Linked DNA regions of Mus musculus: region 2 is linked to region 1. A link is a contact called in public promoter capture Hi-C data. All regions are on one chromosome and are shown on one strand. Each heading gives the region's core, a stretch centred on a gene start, on an enhancer-like site or on the middle of the called end of the contact. The rest is flanking DNA. Distances are from core to core; before and after follow the strand shown. Region 1 overlaps Slco2b1 (solute carrier organic anion transporter family, member 2b1). Region 2 overlaps Rnf169 (ring finger protein 169).

The links. Promoter capture Hi-C pulls out the DNA fragments that hold promoters and counts their contacts.
Region 2: a promoter capture Hi-C map of the C10 cell line shows a contact between it and region 1. The contact joins two enhancer-like sites. A contact is called at or near these places in 5 of 39 promoter capture datasets (the C10 cell line, cranial neural crest, embryonic stem cells and 2 more), 2 of 115 datasets of contacts at active chromatin or transcription factors (double positive thymocytes and stem cell-derived neural progenitor cells) and 1 of 9 other capture datasets (embryonic stem cells).

What each region holds. Positions count from the first base shown.
Region 1 is chr7:99,660,763-99,667,752 of GRCm38.p6, reverse strand. It overlaps Slco2b1 (solute carrier organic anion transporter family, member 2b1), which reads left to right. Exons shown (of 14, transcript NM_001252530.1): 9 at 504-861; 10 at 2,809-2,974; 11 at 5,143-5,306; 12 at 6,171-6,235; 13 at 6,529-6,649. Among named protein-coding and RNA genes, the nearest start is that of Gm25409, 10 kb to the right of the region's middle. Within about 2 kb of position 2,977, at least 96 of the 459 cell types and tissues checked have an H3K27ac peak or open chromatin away from gene starts, as enhancers often do.
Region 2 is chr7:99,916,027-99,923,016 of GRCm38.p6, reverse strand. It overlaps Rnf169 (ring finger protein 169), which reads left to right. Exons shown (of 6, transcript NM_175388.3): 6 at 1-2,763. It overlaps Xrra1 (X-ray radiation resistance associated 1), which reads right to left. Exons shown (of 19, transcript NM_001164258.1): 16 at 6,912-6,990; 17 at 6,204-6,319; 18 at 5,930-6,035; 19 at 5,193-5,637. The coding sequence ends at 5,378. Among named protein-coding and RNA genes, the nearest start is that of Gm38405, 13 kb to the right of the region's middle. Within about 2 kb of position 2,651, at least 8 of the 459 cell types and tissues checked have an H3K27ac peak or open chromatin away from gene starts, as enhancers often do.

The DNA of each region.
Region 1 (6,990 bases), core at 1,728-4,227:
ATGTACAATTGGTTCGGTACAATGCTCTCAGGAAACACACTCTAGCCGAGAGGCATCAGGGCAGGAGTGGGCATCTGAGTTAAGGACAAAGAAGGAAAGACCCAAGCCCAGGCTGGTTCAAAAGAGCAAGACAAGATGGAAAGGACCCGGTGGGAGTGGAGGGAGGGAGAACAATCTAATAGAAATGGGGGGGGGGGCTGAAATGAGACGGAGTGAATGAAATAGACCCAAATGAGATGGAGGGAAGTAGACTCGACTCAAACAGACCCGAACAGAAATAAACACATTTAATAAACTCCCACGTAACTCTGAACTGAAAGGCGTGAGGAGAATTTCAAAACTAGAGCAGGACGGGAAAAGAGTCCAACGTAATGTGATAGCATGGGACACGCTAGACTTAAACGGAATGGAAGAGAGAGAACGGAACAGATGGGGCGGGCTGGACAGATGTGGATACTGTGGCTGGCTGCCCACGCTGACCTCCTTCCCGCTTGTCCCGACAGTCTTCCCTAGGGTGCTGCTGCGGAATCTGCGCCACCCCATCTTCTTGCTGGTAGTCCTGTCCCAGGTGTGCACCTCATCCATGGTAGCGGGCATGGCCACCTTCCTGCCTAAGTTCCTGGAACGCCAGTTTTCCATCACAGCCTCCTTTGCCAACATGCTCCTTGGCTGCCTCACTATCCCTCTGGTCATCGTGGGCATCATGATGGGAGGTGTCTTAGTCAAGCGCCTCCACCTGAGCCCGGTGCAGTGCAGTGCCCTCTGCCTCCTCGGCTCGCTGTTGTGTCTGCTCTTCAGCGTGCCGCTCTTCTTCATTGGCTGCTCTACCCATCAAATTGCAGGCATCACACAAGACCTGGGGTGAGTGGGCATGCACATGGGAAGGTGCGTGGTGAGGATAGGTCAGTGAGCCACCTACCTCTCCTACCCGCCCTCCCTCCCCCCCATACACAGTGTATCCCCTCCCCCTCCCCCTCCCCCAGTGCCTACAAAGCCCTATGCAAGCCCTTTTCTGGGCTCAGGTACAAGCAAGCAGTGGTCACTGGTAGGCACCCAATGCCACAGAAGAGGCATGGATGGAACACCAAGGCCAGGAGGCCTGGGAAGAGCCAGGGTGCAGCCAGTTGCGGGATAGTATTTCCAGGGAGGCTGAGACCTGCGGGCCCGCAGAAGTGGAATGGACGCCACGCATAGGAGGCAGGACCCAGCATAGCCTGAGAGAGACATTTGTTCCCAGATGAAATTAGGTCTGCCCAAGAAGGGACAAGCTCCATGCCTTGGTTTCAAAAAGCAGGTGAACAAGGAACTGGGCAGTCCCCCTCAAGAAGGCAGACGAGGTTAAGAAACCTTGCCTCTTCCTACGGTGACCTCATTTTAACTGGAAGATGTACTAAGCTTTGTTTGGCCCAGTACCCAGCTAGAATTTCCCCCTTGGCACAGCCTCCCCCACTCAAGTGCCAGGTTTCCTCACCTGGTCCCTCTCTCACGTGACTTCGGAGGACTCAGCTCAGGGCCAAGACACTTGGACCCCACCCTCATCACTTGACTCCATTCCTTCTTTTCTCTAAGAGCCAGGCTGTCTGGAGTAGGGCCTTCTGTGTACGGGCCACACCCTATGGGCCCACAGGAAGCCCCAAGCCTGAGCAATTATGTTTCATGTCAAGTCAGTGGGGATTTTAAGCAAAGGGGCAATGATAGAACCCATTAGAAAGACTGCATGGAGACTTTATGAAGCACACGCGGGTGGAGTGGGGTGGGGTGAGGTGGGGGAGCCTTGAGCCTGCTGAGTGTGTAAGAGGCCCTGGCTCTGGGCAGGTGTCCATGACACTAGTTGTACAGGAATAGGGACTTTCCCCAGTTCACTCAACTGGTCTCAGGCCATCCTGCTTGCCTGTGTCTTCTTTCTCCCCTCCTCCCTCAGTCTTGACATCGCATCTCACCCATATTCTCACCAAAGATCTTATAATTGATGCGCTCCAAGTTCTAGTTCACTGAGGCTTTCCGAGGCCAATGGAGTTTCCCTCTTGTGTTCCTCTGAGTCTCCATGAGATCTCTATAATCGCTTCTGTTGATAGACCCACTTTACTGAAGATACGGTGTCACCTGGCAAGGGTGTTGTGTTTCCTCCTGGCATGAAAGCCAGGCTACAGCCTATGTCCCAAAGCTGTTCTCTAGCCCCCAACCCAGGGTGCTCACCCCTTTAGACTCAGCCTCTCTTCTAGCTCCAGCTCCTATCCAACCTCAGTTCTCCAGCTAGGGTAGAGCACGCCTGGGATCCTGGGGCAGGTCCTCTGGTGGGGGCACTTGACACTGTGAGCAGGACAGGAGAATGACCACAGAGGTCGTGAGACTTCAGGAAAGCGACAGTGAGAAGGGAACCCCAGCCCAGATTACAGAGAAATTACCGTCCCGCAGGGAGGAAGGCATAGGTTAGAGGCCCCACAGCTGCTCCATCTCCTGCCAGGGCCCACCGCAGCTGTCCTTGGCTGAGACAAAGTAACAATTCAGCTCAAAGAGAGAATGGCCCCTTCATCTGACACTCACTTCTGGAAGGGATTTCAATTGTGTTCCATCCAAATACAGGAATATTTGCAGAAGCTCCCAGACATGTAGAATCCAGGGTTGAAAGGGCACTCCACAGCCCAGACTCCTCACTCCCCCATCAGGAAAGTTCCTTAAGCGGTTCTCCCTCAGGGAACAGCTGCAGCTGAAATCACTGGCCACTCCTCTCAGAGTAGGAGCCAGGCTTCAGCCAGAGGCCTGAGAGAAGAGAGCCCAGCCAAACACATTTGCCTCTTCTCTGTCTAGTGCCCAGCCAGGGCCAAGCCTGTTTCCTGGCTGCTCAGAGCCCTGCTCCTGCCAATCAGATGACTTTAACCCTGTTTGTGATACCAGTGCCTATGTGGAGTACACCACACCCTGCCATGCAGGCTGCACAGGTCGTGTCGTCCAGGAGGCTCTGGGCAAAAGCCAGGTAAGGCCAACCTCCCACACACCCTACTCCTCCTATCACACATGCTGCCTGTCACTCTGAACCTCTTGCTTTCCCTCTGTCTCTGCCTCGTTCCTCTGCTTTGGCAAGTGCAGAGCCCCGTTCTGTCAACAAGTTTCGTTGCCAGCTAGGGCTCAGGGAGGTGAGCCTGAGCTCCCAGCTGCTAGCTTGCTTGAGGAAATGACCCACAGGAACTCCAGGCTACAGATGGACAGAAGTGGTCCCTACCAGTACATACAAGCGTGGAAAGGGACACAGCCCATCTGGGAGGGTCTCTGAGGGCCCCAAAAGAAGCACCATCTGTGACAGATCTTCCGGGATCATTAGGAAAATAAGGGCTTGGGATGGGAGGACTTTCTAGGCAGGACAGCAGCATATGTAGAGATTTTAGGAACACACACTTTGTGTGTCTTGCTAGACTTCCCTCCCCACCCAGGTCTTGCACTGAGTGGTTTACCGGGTGAGTTTACTAGCAAGGAAGCAGAAAAGCCACAGTTCCTAGGAGATTTTAAGCACTTACTTTTTTTATGCCCATTGTATAGATAATAAATGAAGGCCTGGGAAAGGACTAAGCAGTGCCCAAGGTCTTATACCAGAGCTGGGACTAGAATCAAGGTCTCTGGTCCGAAGCCTGCACTGGATTCAGAGGATCCACCACTCAGGAGGGTCAGCGCTCAGGGATTCTTTCCAGCCTGGGGTTGATTGGCTCTTGTCACATGTAACTCCTTGGTTCATCATAAGAACCTGGGCCCAGGAATGGGCTGGTCCATGCCCAAGGTGCACTCAGGTAGAGACAGAGTAAGATCTCAGGCTTATAAGGCAAAGTCATCCCTGTGGGGGAGACTGGAGACGTCTGTGAGGACCTCCCACCATGGACATAGATGCCTATGAGGAAAGCTTGGAGAAGAATCTAGAAAGCAGTGTCCAGCCTTGGTGTCCACCCCAGCTGTCCTTCCAAGCAAAGGAGCAGTGTTGGAGCTACCTGCCAGTCCTCTGCTTTGGCATGTTTTTCCATGACCTGACTCCAGGGCGTCTGCAGCTCAGCGGGCTGCTCCGCATGTAACTGAAGCCTAAAGGCCACTCCTTACATATGTGAAGCGCTGCGAGGGCTTAGAGTTCTGCCAGTACAGCCTGGCCATACCTAGCAGCTCTGCATGGCAATAGGTGGACATCCCAGTGGCCCCTCCCTCTGCCATCCTATCTTTCTTCTTTCATTAGTTCTATCTCCTAAATACTTCGCCTCAAAAGTCTTTCCCCATGCACCCTGACAGTGGGAACTTCTGCTTGCTCATCCCAGTAGCCACTGAGCTTAAATCCTTTCAAAATGCTACCTTGGGTTTCTCAACCCTTCTCATGCTGAGAATTGTCAGAGAATTTTTTTTTCTGTAGTAAGAAGCAAGAGGCCCAGGGGTCTCCAGGTACCCTAGCCAGCAGTTCACCAATCCCTGCCCAGCTGGCTGTGGCTTCCAGTAACTATGGTCCAATTGTCCAGGTCTGACCTAGTGCTGCAAAGATGGCTCAACGTTTACGAGTGTAAAGAGTGGACAGCTCCAGCAGGGGATCCGAGCTCAGTCCCCAGCATCCATGGCTGGCAGCTTGCAGCCACCTGTAACTCCACTCTGAAGATCTGACACACTCTTCTGGTCTCTGTGGGTACCTACACTTACATATGCGCGTGCGCATGCGCACACGTGCAGACACACACACACACACACACACACACACACAAATAAATAAACAAACACATAGACACTTTGAACAATAGGAAAGGGAAAAAAAGCCCAGCTTGCTGGACTCACTCAGGACAGCTACCTAAGGACAGTGGTGGTAAGACCACCTATTAGTTGATCCCTGGCTGGAAGTTCTGCAGGCTACCATCAAACACACTAGTACTGGCAGAGAGACAGTGTCTGCCTCACAGCTGTGCCTCAGTCAGACTGTCTCAGTGTGTGAGCACAGTCAGACTGTCTCCAGGCACCTTACTTGACTCAAATGATCACAGATCAACCAATGGTCAGAGTCTGGGGCTCCAGCCAGCTCTGCCTTACTGGCTGTAGAAACTTGGGAGCTCTCAGGCCTTAGGCCCAGGCCCTTGGCTGGCTACTACCCTTGGAGGCCCCTGAAGGCTCTTCTCCTTTTCCTCACCCCAGGTCTTCTACACCAACTGCAGCTGTGTGGCAGGGAATGGCACTGTTCCTGCAGGTTCCTGTGAGTCAGCCTGCAGCCGCCTGGTGCTGCCCTTCATTGTCCTGTTCAGCCTGGGGGCGGGACTGGCCAGCATCACCCACACACCTTCCTTCATGCTCATCCTGAGGTGACAGCAGAGCAGGCAGGGTGGGTGGGTACAAGGAGCCCCTACCAACAGCCAGGGTGGGACATTCAAGGGAAGAGGTGAAGGAATGAGGTCATTAAAGTGTCCTAGGTCCCCAAGACAGCTGGAACTACACAGAAAGATCTTGTGTCAGGAAAAAAGAAGAAGAAGAAGAAGGAGGAAGAAAAGAAAAGAATAAAATAAAATAAAATAAAATAAAATAAAATAAAAGAGAAAGGAAGAAGGAAAGAATATTAGAAGTTAGAAGATGGCAATCAATAAATCAGGCTGGCATGAGAGAGAATGTGGAAGGAGCAGATGCCTGCAGGGAATTGAGCGTGCGGCTGTCGTGACTTGAGTCCTCAACACTTGCCAGTCCCCTTATCTGCAGAATAGGCCTGGCGACATGCCCACCTCCCAGGCGTGAAGTGAGCTGAGCACAGGACTGACTTACAGGGAGCAACCCCTAAGTGCCAGTCATAGGCACTGTTGAGAAGCCAGTCGTTGCTGGATATCCCAGGTCACAGCGTTACAGTGCTAGGGAAACTGGACCTGGTGCATGCCTCCAGGTCCCAGTGTTGGGCCTCTCCAAGTGTACGACCTAGAGAATTCAGTGGGATTACAGGATGTGGGGCAGGCAGCGTCTGCGACACTAGTAGTTAGTATGTGGGCCTAGGATGCAGGTAACTGGGCTCTGTCGGCTGTGGAGTGACAGATGTAGGCTCTGAGACTTCCCCACGCCCCTGACCTGCAGTCTGGGAGAGATTGGCACAGAGGGTGGAACCCACCTATTGAGACCCTGCTGCTGCTTGGCGCTGGGGCTGAGTCTCTCAGTCCATCCTCATACAACCGTGTCTTTCCTGGCAGAGGTGTGAAGAAAGAAGATAAAACCCTGGCAGTGGGGATGCAGTTCATGCTCCTGAGAGTGCTGGGTAAACTGCTTGCCCAGGGACCTCGGTGGTGGTGGTGGTGGTGGTGGTGATGGGCATCCAGATGTCTTCCGTGTGCCTGGGATACACAGACATGAGTGGGATCTTAGGGCTTCCAAGTGGGTGGGGTAACAAGCCCTAGCCTTGTGTTTGGAGGTGGTGTACCTGCCTAGGCCACCCATGATGCAGGTACCCTCCAAGAGACCCAGCGCCTTGGTGTGGTGGCTTGCATGTGCTGAGGGTGGGGAGTGGGGAGTGGTGACTCTCTGCTATCCCCTGCGCCTCTCCTTCCCTAGCCTGGATGCCCAGCCCTGTGATCCATGGCAGTGCCATCGATACCACCTGTGTTCACTGGGCCCTGACCTGTGGGCGGAGAGCTGTCTGCCGCTACTACGACCATGACCTGCTCCGAAACCGGTAAGCACCAGGGTGGGAAGTTCATGTCAGAGCACACCCATCCTGCAAGTTAGAGACTGCCTCTAGAGAGCTCTCATCTAGCTGGTCTGGAATTCACCGTATAACTGAAGCTGGCCTTGAATTCCCAACCTTCCTGCCTCTGCCTCTCAATCACTGGGATTACAGGCGTGTGCCACTAAACCCTGGATACTTTCTTTTTTTTTTTGAGTCATGACCTCATTTTATGCCCATGCTGTTCTTGATCTCACTAGAGCAGCCAGGCTGACCTTGAACCCACAACAGTCCTCCCACCTCAGCCTTTTAAGTGCTGGGATTTCCCACATACGCATCCATGCTGGATA
Region 2 (6,990 bases), core at 1,402-3,901, 260 kb before region 1:
TATCTGCATACAAGATGCTCTCAAACTCAGTGAAACCTGAACACTTCATTTCTGAGAATTCCCCATCTTGGTGTTTGACTGAAGTCCATTGCAGCTACAGTTGCTGATGGGGATCCCATAGGAGAAAATGGACCAGGGAAGAGAACGCTTGGGAGGCTGGTGAGCTTGAGTGGAAGACATCCTTTTACAGCTAGAACTAGCTGCAGTCACTGCAGTCCTAGCGACCTGCACACTGCCCACATTCTGCTGTGCTCCTTAGTGTGTGTGCAAAGAGGAAACTAGGAGAGACAGGAGGCTAAGTCTTTCTGATGGGGAATCCAAGAGATGTGCTATGCCTCAAGAGGGCTTGGTAGCCCTTCTCTAGAGGGGAACCCTTATACCTGTTTGAAGAAGTCATCTAAATCATCTGGGCCTGATGTGCTGGTATCAAGTCGGGAAGTACTCTGCCAGCACCCAGCTTCTGGCCTCGGGCCCTTAGTACTCTGCCAGCACCCAGCCTCTGGCCTCGGGCCCTTAGTTGCCTCTTTAAATAAAAGAAAAGAAAGAAAGAAAAAAGTCTGCCTGAGACTTGACTAGAAATCCTTCCTAACTGACCTCATTTATTTAAAAAAAAATTCTTTGATTATGGAAGAAGTACTTTTTTTTTTTAAGTCTTTTTTTTTTTTAAGGTAAAATGCCCCTCAAAAATTAAAGCTATTTAGTTATTGTCTGATTACAAACTGGCCACTGACTAAAATGGGAGGCTAGTGAGGGAGGCTGTGTTCATTCAGAAGGCACTTCTGAGCTCTTAGACCTGCCACCCTGTGCTGGGCCATGTGTAGTGCAGTGTGCATGGATGCGCTTGACCCAAGAGTATATCCATGAACTTTGAAAGGCCGTTCCATCCCTGGCAATGCTCTACAATGTTCCTGTTCAGGAGATCTGGCTCAGCAGATCACTCACATTTTCTATACCTTATCAGTATTTCTGAGTTTGATTAACTCTGCTTTTTCCTAAGTAATTTTCCCAAGGAAGAATGGATTTTCCCTGCAGTGATTATAGACTAGTCTCCCCTGTTCAAAGGCTGCATTTAGCTCAAATCCCAAGAAAGGAGTCAAGTCTGGATCGCCCTGACAAAGCCTGTCCTTCACTTGAGTGACCTCCTAGTGCATCCCAAGCTGACAGTGGCAGTGACTGGGCTTTCTTTCTAGCTTGTCATTGAAGCAGAGAGCCAGTAGGGATAGCTAGCTAGCCCATCATTGGGTTAAATTTGGACCAGCATCAACCCCTACCTTTAAATGAAGACCCACAGCTCTGGTTCCCACTGTAGTGCTCCAGGGCCCAAATAATTGTGAAAGTTATGTGGTTTGTGAAGGGGACATCCAAATGACAGGTTTTATGATGTTTGTTTCTTCTGTTTTCTTCAGTTAAGAAATACCTGTATCTCCTGAATACACCCACACTATATAAAGTACTTAGTAGGGGGTACCCCGTAGTGTGATTTAAGTCATTGGTGAGATTTTGGTTGGAGTAGCTGTGGTTTTAATTAACAGCCTTGGCGGTTTCTTTCACTCAAACTCCATAGGGTCCTAACCCTTCCTTAGCCAGCCCTTTCCTCACCAGCCGTACAGTCCTCTTTAGACTGAGCCCTTAGGATGGATGGAGCTGGAGTTCTTAGAACGCAGCAGGATTTGAGGATGAGGCTGCTGCACAGAATTTTTTTTTTTTTTGGTGGGGGGTGGGCAGGGGCAGAGATGACAGAGATGCACATTTCCCAGATTGTTATCCATGGTAGCATTCTGAGGATTGTTCTGTGGAAGAGACTTGGAGGTACACAGAGGTTACCAATTTTTAGTCATACAGGATGGAGGAAAAAGTGCCATGTCCCCATGAGTAGACAGCTTTGTGTATTGGCAGGATTTTTTCTGAGGGGGAAAATGCACTCTTGTGTTTCCTAAGTTTGTTGCCAGGAGTGTGGGAACTTACACCACACGAGAGCTGACCCTAGACTCTGAGGTCCCTCACTCCCTCACTCTTCGGAGTCTTGGGTCTAGGAGGAGTTAGACAAGGCCATGCTAAGGCCAGACTTGCTCATGCCCTTCCCAGTGCTGCGTTTGAGGCACAGACAGTTCAGCCTTCGGATGTCAAGCTGGGCCGGGAGCAGCTTCAACGTGGTTCCAGATACCTGCAGCTGCAGCCAGGGTCTCTCTAGCTGCTACCTGCCCTCCAAACCGAGCCTCAGTGGAGCCCAGCAGATCCCAGTTTGCTCAGGCATAACCACCAGCAAAGCAAGCAGACAGACTATGCAAGACGGGAAATAACTAGCTGAAATGCCAACTATGTTTGTTTTTTTTTCTACCTGATAACACTGTTTACTTATAACTGTATAAATATAGTTGTCCTAAGAGCCAGGAGGGAAACCTTTCCACCTAGAAATAGAATGGTTGTCTGTTGGCTTTAGGCCACCTGTTACAGCTCCTTGTGGTCTGATGATTGTGGTTTATTCAACCTGTTTACATTAGAATTGGAGAAGGGGCCCTGGATCTTGGTGGGCTGCCACTGCTGTCTGTATCCCCTTGACTCCTAAAGAGCCTTTTGATAGAGGGACTTGGGACAAGGTATGCCCTGTCAGGGATGCTTTTACCACAAAGGAATGGTATGGAATCAAGTGGGATGATTGATGGATGATTAACACAGTACCAAAGTGCATTCTTCAATGTGTATGTGCCTGTTCCAGGCAAGGCCCAAGTTGAAAATGCAGTAAAGCAGACTCATGAAAGCAAACAGACTATTTCTGATCAGTCTGGAGAGCTGCGTCTCAGTGTGGCCTAAGCTGAAGGCAGCAGGTGTTTGGGTGCGCTCGGGGCTGGGGGGTGCCTGGGTTAGTGCTCTCGGGGCTGGGTTAGAATGCCTCACTTTGGCATTCGCCATGAGCAGGAAGCACTGGAGTGGGGTCTTCACAGGGAACAATGTGCCTTTTGACGTGTTCTAATGGACATTACTTACTGTCTCCTGATCTCCTGTGACCACTCCTGTTCCTCTGAAGGTACCAAGAGTAAAGAATGACTTGGGGACGCCATTATCCTTGCACCTTATGGCCACTCTTAGCAATCTGGTTTTTTAAAAATATCCTTCTTTGGAACCATTGCTAGAAAGTCATAAAAAAAACACCTTTGACATAGTTTCACATTAAAAGAGAACAAATGTTTACCTGTTCCTTTTAAACTCAGAAAATGAACCTGGAAGACCATTTTGAGTTGATGTCACACATGGTGAGGCAGGATGTGGGACCTTTGTCACCTGGTCCAAGACCTTCAAGGGAAAGTGCTTAAAGTGACCATGCTGCCAGTTGGAGACTTGAAGACAGTGCTGGGCACTTGGTCTCTAGAGTAGCAAGATGTTGGGCACACTGTTAATTCCCTTCTAACTGGGTATGGTGGCTTGTATCCTTTTCCAGATGGGAACTCCAGCCCTGGCAGTTCAGAGTCTAGGTGCGGGGCCCTCTGATTGCAAAGGTGCTGGTTGCCTCTTCTGCTAACCTTACAGTGAGAACCTCTACCACTGGCCTCGGCAAACTGTGGTTCCAGTTGCTATCTGGACTGGAATTGGTTGGGCCAGGAACCAGGCTGTCTTCCACTTTACCCACTGTACCATGGGATTCTGAGCTAATTCAGGATGTGAACACAATCTGCTCCTCCATCTGCCAGTTCTCTCTCCTAGCCCAACTTCCAAATTGCTCACCAGCATCTTGGGTAACTAGAGACAGTTGGGAAGGTTGGAGGACACAAACTGAAGCTAAAAGTTACCAGTGAGCCCAGCTTGGAGTGTGCAGAGGCAGGAGGATCAGGAGTCTAGCACCATCCTTGGCTACAGAGTTGGAGGCCATCTTGGGCTACATGAGACCCTGTCTAAAACAAAGCATGAGCTGCCATGTCTGTTGACCAAGTGTTACTAGAGTAGCGGCAAAATTGGGGTACTACATAGTGGCTTCCTTCTGGGGGTCCAGTTGTAACATCTTATTATATATATGGAAAAGGAGGCCCATGCTTGAACTCTGCTCTCTATGAAAGCAGCTTAGGAGGTGGGAAGCCAAAGTAAGGAATTCAGAATGATGAGGAGAGGTACCCAGCCTATCGAAGCAAGAGGTGCTTGGCCCAGATCAGTGTGCCATTATTGGGCTGCCATGGGGGTACAGAGAGCAGAGCCAGAAGTGGGGAACTCCAGTAGATATACTCCACAGTCCCTTGTAGCAACACCATTAACAGTGCCAAAGAGAGGCAAGAAGCTAGGTTGGAACAGGGTTTTTTTGGTGGAGGTAGGTCCATCCGAGAGAATGTGTGGCACGAGCACACCTGGCTGAAGGGAACCTGCTGGGTCGACGATGTCAGAGTCAGGAAGGATTCTCCTAGCAGTAAAGGAAAGATGAGTGCTCTGGAACTCCAGAAAGACCAGTCAAGTCAACAAATGCCCTGAGTGTGGCTACTGCTGCGGGTCACTGTGTTACCTGTTTCTGTTCAGACATCTGTGAATGGGCTAACTGTACCCTTTGTCACCTAGGGTGACCTGTGTAGTGACAGTACATCACATGTATGTCTGGGAATGATCACAGCTTAGTATAAGCTTAACTGGCTACTTGCATAAGTCTGCGAAGTTGGGTTCAATAATATGCAAATGGTTGGAATTGGAAGGGGGGGGGGATCTGTCTTGCTGAGGATCAAGAAGCCTTGTGCTTCCTGGGCCCTGGGTACTGCAGGTCAGCTGCCTCCTTAGGTCCCACCCAGCATAGTCCTGGTGGACTTCTCCAGACCCTCCTGGGCCAGATGCTGTCTACAGGGCACACACCAAGAATGCAGCAGCCCCAGTCGGCTTTGGCCAGATTGTTTCTTTACTGGATTATAGGACACTGGGGAACCAAACCTTCCCTTCTACCAGCAATGGTCTCAAAAGGAACCATTCTGTGTTCTTTCACCCTCACAATGGAAAAAGCTTCCTCACAGGAAAACTGTCCCCTGGCCTCTACAGCCCCCACCTCCCCACCCTGCCTCTTGCTGGCTACTTGCTGCTGCTTAGGCACTTAGGGAAGCTGTCCTGATTGGCTCAGGTGGGGTACTCACAGCCCTCTTGGGATGCAGGAATCAGCAGAGATTTTTCTTTAGTGACACTGCCACTGTGGCCCTGGCCTGACCTCCAAGGAGGATACTTGGCACACATTGTATTGCTCTACACCACTCTTTATTGCTGCTGGGCCAGCCACCAGGTGCAGCCTGGCCGGGCTCCGAGGCAAGGTCCTGCTGTGCTCCCCATACTGACCACGGAGCGAAATGGAGCCCAAGCCCCCTCTGTTCAGGGCTGGGCACAGTCCAGGGCGCAGAGCCCTTGGGGAGGGCGGTGTGCAGCTCTACTCTTTCGAGTCGCTGGCCGTGGGCTCCTGGCAGAACTCGTCCATGAACTCGAGGAAGCGGCCCAACTTGGGCTGGCCGGCGCTCAGCGCACGGCGGGTAGGCGGCCTTGGCGGCGGGCTGGCAGCGAACACAGTCCGCAGCGAGCTGCGTACCAGCTGCCGGTAGCGTGCGCGGAACTCCTTGAGCAGCCTCTTGGCCTCTCGGTATTGCTTCTGGTTCACTAGGCGCTGCTGTGCGCGCCGCTGCAACACAGTGCCTACAGGAATGAGAAAGGACAGCGCCAGGATCGCCCGGTTTCCCTGGCCCAGAGATGCAGAAAGTATTTCGGTGTGTAGAAGCAGTCCAGCCCCGACAGTAGGAAGTCATGTCTTACAAGATCCGAAGGTGCTGATGACGTGGAAACCTCTGCCTGCATGCTACAGCCCACTGCAGGTAGACGCTCAGAAATTCCCATTTCCCACAGCCCTCCCTGCTCACCATGCTCCCTTCTAGCTTTGCACCCGCCCTCCTTGCTAAACTTGCGCCGGATGGGACAGCTGGCACCATACCCAGTGGAGCCTCAGTAACATTCCGAGGGTCCCGCATGCGAATGAGGATATCATCCAGCAGCTGCGCTCGGGTCTTCCGTGGGGGTAGAATCGGTATCCTCCCGGCCTGGCACAAGGCAAGGAAGAGGTCTGTCACTTCATACAGTCATAGTGACAGGCAGGGGGCAGTAGGGAGCGCTGGGAAACTGGCCTCAGGGTCCCAAAGTAACCACTGGGTCTGTACTACCTGCGGAGTCCTCGGAGCTCAGGAACAGTCAGTGGTTGAAGTGCTTACCCTCTTCTCCTTGGGAACGTAGGGTTTCTGGAAAGTGTCCAGCCTGGGCTTGGAGGAGCGGCAGATGAGCGGCTGCTTCAGCATTCGATGCAGGGCCTGTGCGTTCTTCTGGATGCCTAGAGGATGCAGCAACAGGTGTCATCCCTGACCCAGATCAGCACTTGGACAAGGACTTTAACGCCCAAGAAAGCAGTTCCCAGGGCTCCCTCGTTTGCTCCCTTGCCTAGACCTCCACCATTCGTTGAGTGAAATGTCCCCATGAGCTCAGAGTCTAATGTGAAGAGACTTTTGGCCTCACAGTGATCCCTTAAAGGCAGTCACATGGAAAGGGGCTGACTCTCAGGAAAGCCGCTCCTTGGCAGGCTAATTTGGAGGCACAGATACTGGGGCACATCAGAGGAAATTGAATCAAAGCTGAGATGGCACTGTCTCTGCTGCCCCAAACCAGGTGGGATGGGTTTGCGATGGTCTACCGGTCCTTAACGGGCTGTGAGAGCTCAGGAGCCTGCTTGCTTTGCTTGGTTATTAGCCCTTTTCTGCAAGTAAATTTTACACCCAGGCTAATCCAGCTAGTCTTTGAAAAAGCCACGACCTCCAATGCCATGACAGTTCAGCAAAGGACATCGATGCTGCCATGCCCTAAGAATCCCCTGACAGAGAGCAGGGCCTGGTGGCACATGCCTTTAATGCCAGCATTTAATCCCATACCCTTTGGCTCCAAAAACGCAGGGTCAGGCTTGACTGTGAGCAGCTCTTCATAGCCGTCATACTTGTTGTGCAGAGAGGT